3 separate regions of the Zea mays genome follow, and regions 2 and 3 are each linked to region 1. The links are chromatin contacts, called in public Hi-C maps. All regions are on one chromosome and are shown on one strand. The core of a region is the stretch at or near the end of the contact, and the rest is flanking DNA. Distances in the headings are between cores, read along the strand shown.

Region 1 (3,683 bases), core at 968-3,467:
GCTTATCAAGTATATTATAGTTCTGGACTCAATATCTTCTTATATGTCCACAAATCCAATGCAACATATGCATTTCGGTAACACTTAAAATTTCCGTATCATTCAGATCTGTTGAGACACATAGATTCCAAATATAATCCAATGCAAGCCCTGCATTTCATTTTAAATATGGTTCTACAGGGGAAAATAGAACATCAAACCCAGCCTCTCTATGCAACGCCATTTAAAATCCCTCTATTTCAAAGGCGTCCACTAGGATTCCAGGTGGACCCAGCACTCGCCTGGACACCTTTGAAACCATGAAAATTTCCAAACCATTTTAAGCACCTGCTACAAGAAATTAAGATGCATTTGGTTTTGAATGCAGAACGAGTTGTTGACCTAGTATTCAATGATATATCAGCTACATTTTAGACATAAACATCAAATGTAGTATGTAGCTGGGAACCTGTGTGGAACTGGAAGCTAGATTGTTAGTATCACAGTTCACAAATATGAAACATTCAAAGCTAACCAAACAGAGGACAACAAAAATACAAGGCACAGAATCAATAAAAAGAATACTAGAAAAGGTAGATAAAAATACCAAAACACCAAGACCACAAGAAATGTACTTAAATAGTGCAGATAAATTAAGAAACAGTTACAAACCTTGAATTTGCTTTTATCGTTTGAGTGAACACGACAAACTAGCCCCATTTTAGCTTGTTTTTCAGTTATATCCACAGAATAGAAATGGGCCGATTGCTTTTCCACCTGGCCACATGTGACAATCAATTATTTAATTATTAAAAAGGAAAAAAGGAACATTGCAAACGACTGGCTGCCAACCTTTCTCTGCACTGAGTTTCCTAGCTGGAGTTGAGAAACCATAACCGAACCATTCAATGCCTCCTCTAAAACTGTAGCTGAAACAGTTGTTTTAATTGGCACACCAAGCTTACTGCATGTATCGTGCACGCACACAAAGTGTCACACAACAGCACTGCAAACTAGCAAAGATTTGAAAAAATATTGCATCATTTACAAGCTTTACCTAAAAAGAGCTGCAAACACCGTGTTTACAGTGTTGAGACTCGACAAGTCCAGCTCCAGTTCCTGACTATCAGATTCGATTGCCTGAAGAAAATGCAAATGTTATAAAATAATAAAGTAAGGGGACATAATACACCAATTATCTGTGTGAATTACATCAAATCCTGATGTATCGTACTGCCGCCTCTTATCGGGATCTGACAGGATGTTATAGGAGAATGTGACTTCCTGGAACCTGTCTGATGCAACAGGGTCATCGCCATTCTTGTCCGGATGGTACCTGCCGCAATTCACCAGAAGGAAACACCATAATGAGTGCTATCCTAAACCAGGCTACCGTTAGGCAGCCCAATGTTCAGACAAAAAATGGCTCGCAAGTCACAAAGAGGAAGGGGAAACCAAGGGTGCTCAAACATAATTGGAAACCTCACCAAAAAAGTGCACACGCAACATATGTGACAGAATTCGCCAAAACTGAGCCTGTTTTGGCACAAAATTTCACCAAACGAGGGAGAGGGGCGGGGGCGGGGGGGGATGGGAGAGAGAGACAAGAAAAGCAGCACAAGTATAGGTGCGAAGGTCGGGAGGCGATTGAATCTGAGCGGAGAGGTGGCGGCCTTACTTGAGCGCCATGCGTCGGAACGCACTCTTGATCTCCTGGTCGGTGGCGGTGCGGCCCACCCCGAGCACCTCGTACGGGTCCCTCCTCTGCGCCGCTCCACCCGCTGCCGCCGCTGCGGAGGCGGAGTCGCCCTTCTCCGACTTGAACGACCCGAACCTCGACCCCGCCATGGCCGCCCCTCCTACTTCTCAGCAGGCTGAAGCAATCGACCACCGAAACTGAAACTCACGGCACAACAGCCAACGCGCTTCCGGATCTTGCCGCGGTGGGGCGTCCAAAATCACGGACTCCCGCCCGCGGCGGCTGCAACGGAGCCTACAGCAGCCTCATGAACCTCCTCCCCTCGCCCGAACGGAGCCGCGAGCTCTCAACTAGTCGTTGAGACCGAGGGACTCCGAAGTCAGAACGGGAGGCCACGCGAGGTGAGGACGTGAGGTGGCCGGCGAGATTGAAGAGGCTACGGAGGTGCGGTGGGGGAGGTGACAGATTAGGTGTACCTCGTGGCGGGGCCCGGGCGCAGTGGGCGTTGGTGGCAGGCACCGGCGTGCTGGGCGGCCCGGGCCTCTCGAGCAGTGCGGGGCTGCGGGCTCGGAGCCGGAGGTTGTGTTGTGTGGCATTGTGGCGTTAGCCGGTAGACCCCTTGCTGCCATGCACGTGAATGGCAGTTGGGCCACTGTTTTGTGGGGCTCGTATGTCAGTATCTAGAACTAGCGGACAACTTTGTAGCAGCTGCTGTTGTCTTCTCTAGTCTGCGGCCTGCGGGCGGGGCCAAGATGGCTGATGGATGGTGACAGGTGGGCCCGAAGTACTTGGATTTAGCGAGTGGGCCCCCACAGGCAGCGACAACACCCACCAAATTTGCGATCGTATGATATGATGTTTTTGTTTACGTGGAGTGTAATTCAGTATAAGCAATCAGGAGATTGCCATTGGCCATTGCAGCTCTTTGTTTATCTTTGCCGTTGTCTGCACCTGCCCGGTTGCATCGTACCTGACCTGAATTTCACGACGAACAGTCGAACAGAGAGGAGGGAGCAACACAAAAAGGAAAGAATCCTTCATAAGAACATGAAAATAAAATAGAGTAAAGCACAAGCACCCTGTGTAGTTTCATTTACTTATATTTTCGAAATATTTTTAAAGAATTCGAAATGATAGAGCTGCTGTAAAATATGCGTTAGCTATGAAAAGGCTATAACATATTTAGTTGAAACTAGAATAGAATTTCTATTTTTATCTCTCTTCAGAAGACTATAAAAATAGTTCTTTATTTTGTTTATTTTAAAAAGGAAAAGGCCAAAAAGAGGGTCTGAGATGCTTTTAAAAATATACTACGAAAAAGCAGTTGCTTCTAAAAAAGCAAGCTCCAAAAACAGCCGCTTTGCTTGGGCATAAACAACCCTGCAAACTCAACCAATCAGGGCCTAACAGCACTTTCTTCTGTCCTTTTCTCTTTTTGTTCTGTTGATGCTAATGTTCAACACTCGAAGCAAAGATGGTAGCACTTGATCATGATTCATGAGTGTCTGAAGATGCACCCTAAAATCGGTTACTACTACCCAGAGAAAGGTCAAAATGGTAGAGTTTCACGCTAGTATTCATCTCATTCCACATGTATTGAGTTGGACTATGATGTAAATTAGTTTAATTTACACCTCAATCAACTTTAATAAACGTGGATTGAGGTGAATACTAGAGTACTCAAACAAGGCTTAACAGAAGGCTCTCAGGTTTAACATATGAGAATCCGTTTCATTACAACCGAACCAAACTTGAAGCTGCAACCGATGGTGATGGTAGTTAAACTTCATGTGAGCATGAAGCAAGCCGCCGGCCACTTAGATCGCATGCCAGCATGGTATGGTACATTGCTCTGCTTCAATCCAAAGCATTTGCAACAAATGCGCATCAAGGATCCACAAGTCCTCCATCCAAAGCTCCCAGGTTTACACAGTTGAACTCAAGTGCAGACGTCCTTTTCAAACAAGTGGGGCGGTAGCATTCAGCTAAGTTTGCACCGATTGTG
Region 2 (3,747 bases), core at 528-3,027, 150 kb after region 1:
TACCACTACCAGTATCCACAGGCAGCTGATACCTGGTAGATTGGTTCACATCAATCCCAGCAAATGCTCCTCTCCCAAGTGTGACTAGTTGCAGTTGCCTCTAAGGGGTTGCAGCACTTTGAGATATCAGATTCCAAATGTGTTTAACAAATTTCAAACCTATTATCCCAAGGACTAAGGGTATCAATATCTTGTGAAGAAAAGATAACAATTACAAAATTCACAGAGTAGCACATTATCGACTAATCTAAGTTCTTCGAAGAATAATTTGATCATTTCACTAGCAGCAAAAAGAAAGACATAACTCAGAACAGATAAATCTATGCCGTGGGACTTCTAAAATATCGTTAAAAAGAAACAGAAGCAAGTGTCAATTAGTTAGACAATAAATAAGTGGAGAAAACAATGATCTCCAAGTGTGTTAACTTTATTTCTGAAAGATCTATCTGAAGTTCTGAACCCAACAAATTACAATATTTCACAGATATAAACTCTATGCAGATCAAACTAAGCAAGATTTCTTTCCACATATTAACCAAATATCAGAAAGTGAAACCCATATTAAAATGATGTACCAAAACACACAAACATGAAGCCCCAGTGTGCCAGCTCTGTCGACACCCTCCTCCACTTGGCTAATCGACAGAAGAACAGCCCAGATTTCATCTCCGTCACTTGGAACCTGGTTCGTGCAGTGGGATCTCGTCATGGGACTCCCCGCCATTTGCCACTGGAGCTGCTGTAGAGGTGATCACTTCCTCTTCCTTCTCCTCATCCGAATCCAGTGTGAACTGTGACATCATCGGCATCCCCTCCATCTGGACCTCCTTGTCCAGAGCACTGTACCCGCTCGGAGGTCGGTTTGACCTGGATAGGACTGCTGCGTAAGCGGCCGCGCCGGCGATCACAAGCAGTGCGAGGTGTCCGTTGAACTGCAGCGTGGCGACGGACCGCGCGCGGTGGTAATCCTCGTGGGTGCGGCACTTAATGGTGTAGTCAGCGCGGCTGGCGGCGTGGAGCGCACAGCCCTGCGCGATGGCGCTGGTGAAGAAGGAGAAGCCCATCTGCAGCATCCACGTACCCTGCAGCGCCAGGCCCGCCGCGCGGGCGATCCGCGGCGCGGGCTCCCCTGGCCGGTGCGCGGCGAGCAGCGTGGCGCCGAGGCAGAGCGCAATGGGGACGAGGAGCAGGTCGAAGTACCGGTTCTCGATCCCAGCCGCGGTGGAGGGGCGGCGGTGCGCGAAGAGAAGCAGCTCCTGCGCGAAGGCGGCGGCGAGGAGGAGATCGAGGAGGGGGGAGGGCAGCGGCGCCGCGAGCGGCGCGAAGGGTGCGAGGGAATAGAGGAGGAAGAGGGCCGAGGCGGCGAGCGTGGGGAGCGAGAGGTGGTGCGCGGAGACGAGAGCGGAGATGAGGCAGAGCGCGGAGACGGCCGCGGCGAGGAGATGGCGGAGGTGCAGCGGCGTGGTGAGGCGGCGTGGGAGGGACCGGAGCGGCGGGACGCGGAGGGGCAGTGACTCGAGCGCGGCGAGGGCCAGGAGGCCTAGACCGAGGCCCGAGTAGGCGACCAGACCCGGCATGGTGCGAAGGGTGTGAGCTAGCCGCGCGCCGGGCTGCTTGTCTGTCGTGGTTGCTGCCGGCGCGGGAGGGTGCTGCGGGGCGGCGGATCTGAGCGCCGGCAGGGGAGGTAGGCGAAGGGGGTGGCCCGGCTGGCGACTTGTGCAAGTCGCTTCCGGGTGGGCCCACCCGTTAGTTGCTCTTGCTCGTGGTTGTCCAAATGTGGCGATCTCGATTTATTTTTAGGTCTTTATTTGACTTTCTATTTACTTTTTCATAAAAATTACACTATATATATATATAACATCTCACTCTAACAGATTATTTATCTAGTTTTGCTAGTTAGGTGTCTAGCTAAATTTTACTAGTGAGAAAACTAATTTAAAGAGTCATACAGCTCGGCGAGTCAGATAGCTAGTATGTTAAAGAATTATTTTGCTGTTGAATAGCCAAAATTTGGCTTGACGAGCCATTTAACTAGTCTCTTGGAGATGCTCTAAGGGCATCACAAGACACAACTAAGAGTCTAAGAGCATCTTCAATAGGTTAGCTAAATAGTTTGTCAAGCTAAATTTTAGTTATTTAATATCAAAATAAATCTCCAACAAGCTAGCCATTTAACTTGTTAAATTATCCGGCTCTTTAAATTGACTCACTCACTAGCCAAATTTAGCTAGCAACTCTCGCAAATCAAACTAACTTGCATGTCGGAGAGTCTGTTGAAATTAGATGTTATATAGAGTTTAATCTTTATGGAGACAAATAAAGGGTTAAATAAAGAGACAAAATAAAGAGTATCTTGTAGATGCTCTAAGAGACTCAATTATACACTGGAGTGTTTATAAATGTAGTTCACTAATAAAAACAGAAGTAAATGCGTCTGTATAGCGTTGGATCGATAAAACAGACAAATTCGTACAATAGGAGTGAGACATCTGTTGCTACTTGATTTACGAGACAGAGACGTCTCTTCACGAATAACAATTCCACCGCGAGTTTTTTTGTGCAAAAATCTCTTTAGACACCTTAATAGGGTGTTTGATTTGAGGAAGAATCCAGTCCATCATCTTCTCACTCCTTACGTTTTTGATTTATGGAATAAAATAAGTTGATCTATCACCATCTCATTCATCATAGTTAGTTAGTTAGTAATAACATTAGGAATTGGATCATCCTACCAAATTTGAGGAATAAAATAATGATGCATTACCTTATCTTGGATGGAGTGATTCTTTAAACCAAAACCCTAAACCAAACACCCCTAAAAGTCTCTGTATTAAATATTACTGTACATACAGACGAGACATAAGAACCGAGTCGAGAGAAGAGATAAATGGAAGCCAGAGAGCAGAAACAAAGCGTTTAGCTGCGACTTGATGCGACTTAATTCGCCTGCGGGGCGTCTGATAAACCTTGTGAGCAATACGCTTCTATGTAAAAACAGTATCCACACTAATCCACATCACAAACCCCATCCCAATTCCCAGGCCCCGCCGCGTGCTTGTGGCCGCCGCCGCCGCCGCCGCGAGAGAGAGAGATGTCGCTCTGCTGCTGCTGCAGCACCGCCACCGGCCGCGGCGTTCTCCTCCCTAGCCTCCTCCTCGGCCGACGCCACTGGACGGGTCACCACCTCCTCAACCTCCGGGCCACCACGACCGTCGTATCCTCCTCCTCCGCGGCCGCCACCTCCTCCCTCTCGCCGCCGCAGCAGCGCCAGATCACCGTCTACGTGGACACTCTCCTTGAATGGAACCAGGTCAGTGACCCGAATCCCTGAGCTCCTCGGCTATCACATCTGACATTCCTAGGCACGGAATGTTTCCCACGGCGACGCGCTGCCCTGCGTGTGCCCCTCTCACTCTCTCGAATATGTTCAGAGAATGAACCTCACCGCCGTCACCGACGAGGCCGAGGTCATGGCGCGCCACGTGGCCGACTCTCTCGCCATGCTGCCCCCGCTGGAGCGTGTGTACCGCGGCCGTTCCACCTCCGCTGGTGGCGCTATCGACGGAGTCAGGCTTATTGACGTCGGCTCTGGCGCTGGGCTCCCGGGTCTGATCCTTGCCGTTGCGCGGCCGAGTAAACACCCCACTTTTCCATTTTAGGGCTTGTTCGGCTATTCCCAATACACATATGGATTGGATGGGATTAGAAAAAATTAAGAAGAAGTTTGACTTGTTTGGGATTCAAACT
Region 3 (4,053 bases), core at 703-3,202, 250 kb before region 1:
AGGGAAGGAAGAATAGTAGATTTGGGTTTACTCAATGGCTTTCTACCGGAGGGCGAGTACTGGATATATCTTGCCAAATATTCGTGTTTAGGCCACCTATGGAAGGGCGAGTACCGGATCTATCTTGCCAAATATTCGTGATCGTAATTCGTAACACAAAAATAAGTGGTTGGGGTCGAGATTTTACTAGGCATGTGATTTTTGTTTCTACTATGGGTGTATGAGGGTGATCTGTATGGTGCTCTACTCCACCTCTCTTTTTTTCTTCTTAATATATTGATATGCGGCTATCTTGCGTGTTCAAGAAAAAATGATGCACAAACAAAAACCAGAACGCTGAACTCCCCACTTTACGAAGAACAAAAGTTCTTCAAGAATCTAGACCGCTTTTCCAGTAGATAAAAAAAAATCTTCAAACATGTCTCAATTCTTGCGCTTTGTGATTTATACCCATCTCACTGTCAAGAACTAGTATTAGTCTGGTAAGGTTTCAGTTTCACACATGTAGCTTTGGCTGCAAATAAGAAAAGATAGCACGGATGCCCAATAGTATGACTGTAGCACAAGAGATTCACAATGATCATTATTGCTCTCAGCAAAATTAAAAATCTATGAATTAAGGTACAGGTGTACCAAACAACGTGTTCTCAAGAAATAATGAAAGCATGACTGATCGGGTACCAAAACTACATCCATATGGGAAAGGCATTTGTCTTGCACTGCATTATTACATGATTAGATGTCAACTGCCTACGAGAATTATGACAGCTATGCCATGTGCAAGGGAAAGCAAGTACAAAGAGATCATGATATAGCAAGACACTGTTAAAAGTGACAGATATGCCACATCAGTAGCCTATGGAGATGAATTCCTCAAAAAGGTAAATGCATATTATATTAATAGAAGGACAGAAATATTTAGATAATGACATTATTTCACACTCCTACATTATCATAAAAAAGTTAAGATCAATTGTCATTAGGCACTCATCCAACCACAAGGGAACAGCTGAAGAGGTAAACATGCGCTCAACTAATCAGTTAGCACACGCACTTTGCCAGGTGGTTGCAAGAGAAAAGTTCACTGATGGCGCACCCTTGCTGAGATGAAACAGCAAATTTTTGTACCCTGTGTACTCCCTATTTACGACTTGTTCTTGTACCCAGTTCGCTGTGAAGCAAGAACCAGTACAAATTCAACGCGCAACAAGTAATAATCGTGCACAATCGCAGACGACATGATCATGCAACCTAACTGACAAACCAGACCAGACCAAGAAAGTACATCAACTGAAGCAGTAGCCAAGCAATTCGAAGCAAGGACAACAAAGCAAGACAAGACAGCCCAGCTACTCTGAGTTCAGTGGCGCTCGCAATAATAGGCCGATTCACAAAAGCACCAGGTAACCGTGCGACCCATCCTACGCTTGAACTTTTGCTCCGTAACAAGACTGTGCTCAACAACGCCCCAAGAGTCCATGCGCAAGCAGGGGGGAGGAAACGAAGGGAGGGGAGGGGGGTAAGAGAGAGACCTGGAGTGTGCTCTTGCAGTGGTGGCACCGGAAGCAGGGGCGGTGATAGACGCGGCCGTCGGCGGCAAGCTCCTCGACGGGGTACACCCTCCGGCCGCACGACGCGCACTTCTGCGTGGTGCCGCCCCACGCCCCCGACATCCCCTTGCTGTCGCCGCCCTCCTGCTCCGTCGTGCTCGCGATAGAGAAGCGAAGGATCGGGGAGGGAGAAGAAGAGAGGGGGGAAGAAAGAGGCGACGGCGATGGATGGGGTGGATGATTGGCGAGTGTGGAAATGGAAGGAGAGGGCAGCACAGCTCAGGCGGGCCTGTGGTGCAGGGAGAGAGGCGTGGGACTGGGAGAATAGCGGAAGCGCGGACGGCGAGTTGGTGCGGTCTGAGGTGTGCACTCCCGCCTGCTTTTGTCAAAAGAGATCGGAATTGCTACGGGCACAACGCAGGCCACCTACAGGGATTTTAGGGATACTCCAATGCCCGTACGTTTGTTAATGGCACAACACGCGAGGAACTAGTGGCAAAGCAGTGTAATGGTCTCTCCACACAAAAAAAATAAAATTAAAGTAGGCCTTGGTATATGACTCACATACTAGATCTTAAACTATAGATATTGCACTTTAGCTTAGCCAAAACGTCGAGAAATATATGAGTTAAAAAGAAGGCATGTTTCTTTTTTTATAACTAAGTTAGACGCTCGTCCACCTTCAGCTAGTGATATAATACTATCCGGGAGCGTTGTGTTACATGTGTCTTCATGTTGTGTTGGAATTGACTGTTTTCTCACGACCGAGATAACGGCTCACGTCACTTTACAATGCATGATGACGGTGGACCGCGGGTTAGGTTAGAAAGGTATAAGAACTTTATAAAAAGGCGACAGTGGAAACTAGGGAAACTAGTGCTTTACAGGAGTTTTAAGGATTTTAGGGATACTGTGGTACAATATTTGTGCATTGTGACGGTATGCTAATTATAGTGTAAGAGTTGTATGACGCCTGAGAGATCTAGTGGCAAGGCAGTATGATGGACATTTCCCACAAAAATAAATTAAAAATCAAAGTGAATCCTTCCCATAAAAATAAATTTAAAATTAAAGTTGGCATCTGACCCACATATCAGATATTAAAACGACAAATAATATACTTTATCTAAGCCAAAAGGCTAAGAAAGATATAAGTTGAAAAGGTGACCTGCCCCTTTTAATAGTTCACTCGGTCGCTCGTCCTTCTACAGCTAGCTATCCGAGAGTGTTGTGATGCGTGTGGCTTCGTATCCATATTGAGTTTGAATGTTTTCTCATGTCCCATTTAGGTAGTAACAGTCTGGTTAGTAGGCGAGACGTGAGTAAGAAAATCAGATCCACTCTACGTGGCTCGCGCGTGACGTACAACGTCAAAACTCGTGCTTTAAAGGAATAACATATAGATTTTGAAAGAAAAAAAGGTCAAACAAAAACCTTTATTTCAAAGCGTGATCATTAAAGTGGACCCGGACTCCGTAATATTGCTAGACATAAATTGTTCAGATTTATATAAGTCTGCATCATATATGAGACATTATGAGGTGTAAAGCAGTTTAATATTAAATATTGTAGATATGGATATAAATAGAGATAGATAGATATTATATATACAAAGGGAGACTCGCTGCAGTCACAAAGGAGCTTTTTAGAGTGTTTGGCACTGGTGCATATCTTGCCTTCAGGTGCATTTTCCTGTGCGCTTGTAGCATTACCATACCACACCACACCCATCGATATGATTAGCGCTTGTTCCGTTCCATGCCCCCTGAACCTATCACAAGCATCCTCCCTTCCGGATGACACGTCGGACCCACCTTACAGCACCCACATGTCAAAACAACAAGCGGGAGAGCGGTGGACACGAACCTGTGGCCGTACTTGTTTCTTTCTCCATTCCATCCGAGCTCACAGCGCAGTCAGTGGGCCTGCGACGATCTTTTTCTGCCGTCCCCTCCCCCACCCGGCGGCCGGCTGGTGCACCGCGTCGACATTTTTTCTCCCAGTCCCCAGGTCCCAGCACATCGACGCCCAACCAATGGCGAGGCCTCCCGCGCTGGCACGCTCGCCGCTTCTCTATCCGGCCGGCGGGCCTGCAGTGGCCCGCCAACCGCCATGGTTTGGAGTTGGACTTTGGAGGCACCAGCAATCCCATCTTCCGTCCTTGCTCTCCTCTTCGACATCAGGAATTCGGGATTCCGGACAACCTTTTGACGTGGGGTGTGGGTGTGGACTGTGGAGCCGTGGATCGGAGCAGCGTCCGTCCGTCCGTCCGTGCTGCCTGTAAAGCGCAGAGGCTGTTCTGTTTTTCGGGGTCGCTGGTGCCCGTCGCCGCGATGGACGGATATTCGGCTGGTGGGCGACAGCCTTTTGTTGCAGATTCTGCTGGCTACTGCTGGTGCTGGGATGGGTGCCGCAAGTGAGAGCAATCATGCTGCTCAGCTGGTTGCACGGTTCGTGCTCGCACGAGCGCGCCAACCATGGATCCCTCGTTTTCATATTCTAT

Evidence for each region. A called contact is a pair of places that touch in the nucleus more often than the background predicts.
Region 2: a Hi-C map of leaf shows a contact between it and region 1, with 6 times the contacts expected there. The contact joins the promoter of LOC100285926 here to the promoter of LOC100283349 in region 1. A contact is called at or near these places in 2 of 25 Hi-C or Micro-C datasets (leaf and tassel).
Region 3: a contact with region 1 is called in a Hi-C map of ear, with 3 times the contacts expected there. The contact joins the promoter of LOC103629948 here to the promoter of LOC100283349 in region 1. A contact is called at or near these places in 7 of 25 Hi-C or Micro-C datasets (ear, endosperm, leaf and 3 more).

The regions. Positions count from the first base shown.
Region 1 is chr6:125,269,324-125,273,006 of Zm-B73-REFERENCE-NAM-5.0, forward strand. LOC100283349 (chaperone protein dnaJ 16) reads right to left here and starts at 2,218. Exons shown (of 11, transcript NM_001156250.2): 1 at 1,658-2,218; 2 at 1,192-1,315; 3 at 1,037-1,119; 4 at 832-943; 5 at 652-756. The coding sequence starts at 1,827. LOC107275233 reads right to left here. Exons shown (of 5, transcript NM_001320505.1): 5 at 3,370-3,683.
Region 2 is chr6:125,417,334-125,421,080 of Zm-B73-REFERENCE-NAM-5.0, forward strand. It overlaps LOC100285926 (TMV response-related protein), which reads right to left and starts at 1,778. Exons shown (of 1, transcript NM_001158815.2): 1 at 407-1,778. The coding sequence starts at 1,577. The coding sequence ends at 672. LOC100277897 reads left to right here and starts at 2,991. Exons shown (of 8, transcript NM_001151346.2): 1 at 2,991-3,310; 2 at 3,432-3,633. The coding sequence starts at 3,092.
Region 3 is chr6:125,020,986-125,025,038 of Zm-B73-REFERENCE-NAM-5.0, forward strand. It overlaps LOC103629948 (clumping factor A), which reads right to left and starts at 1,953. Exons shown (of 5, transcript XM_008651048.3): 1 at 1,533-1,953. The coding sequence starts at 1,673. It also overlaps the pseudogene LOC111589709.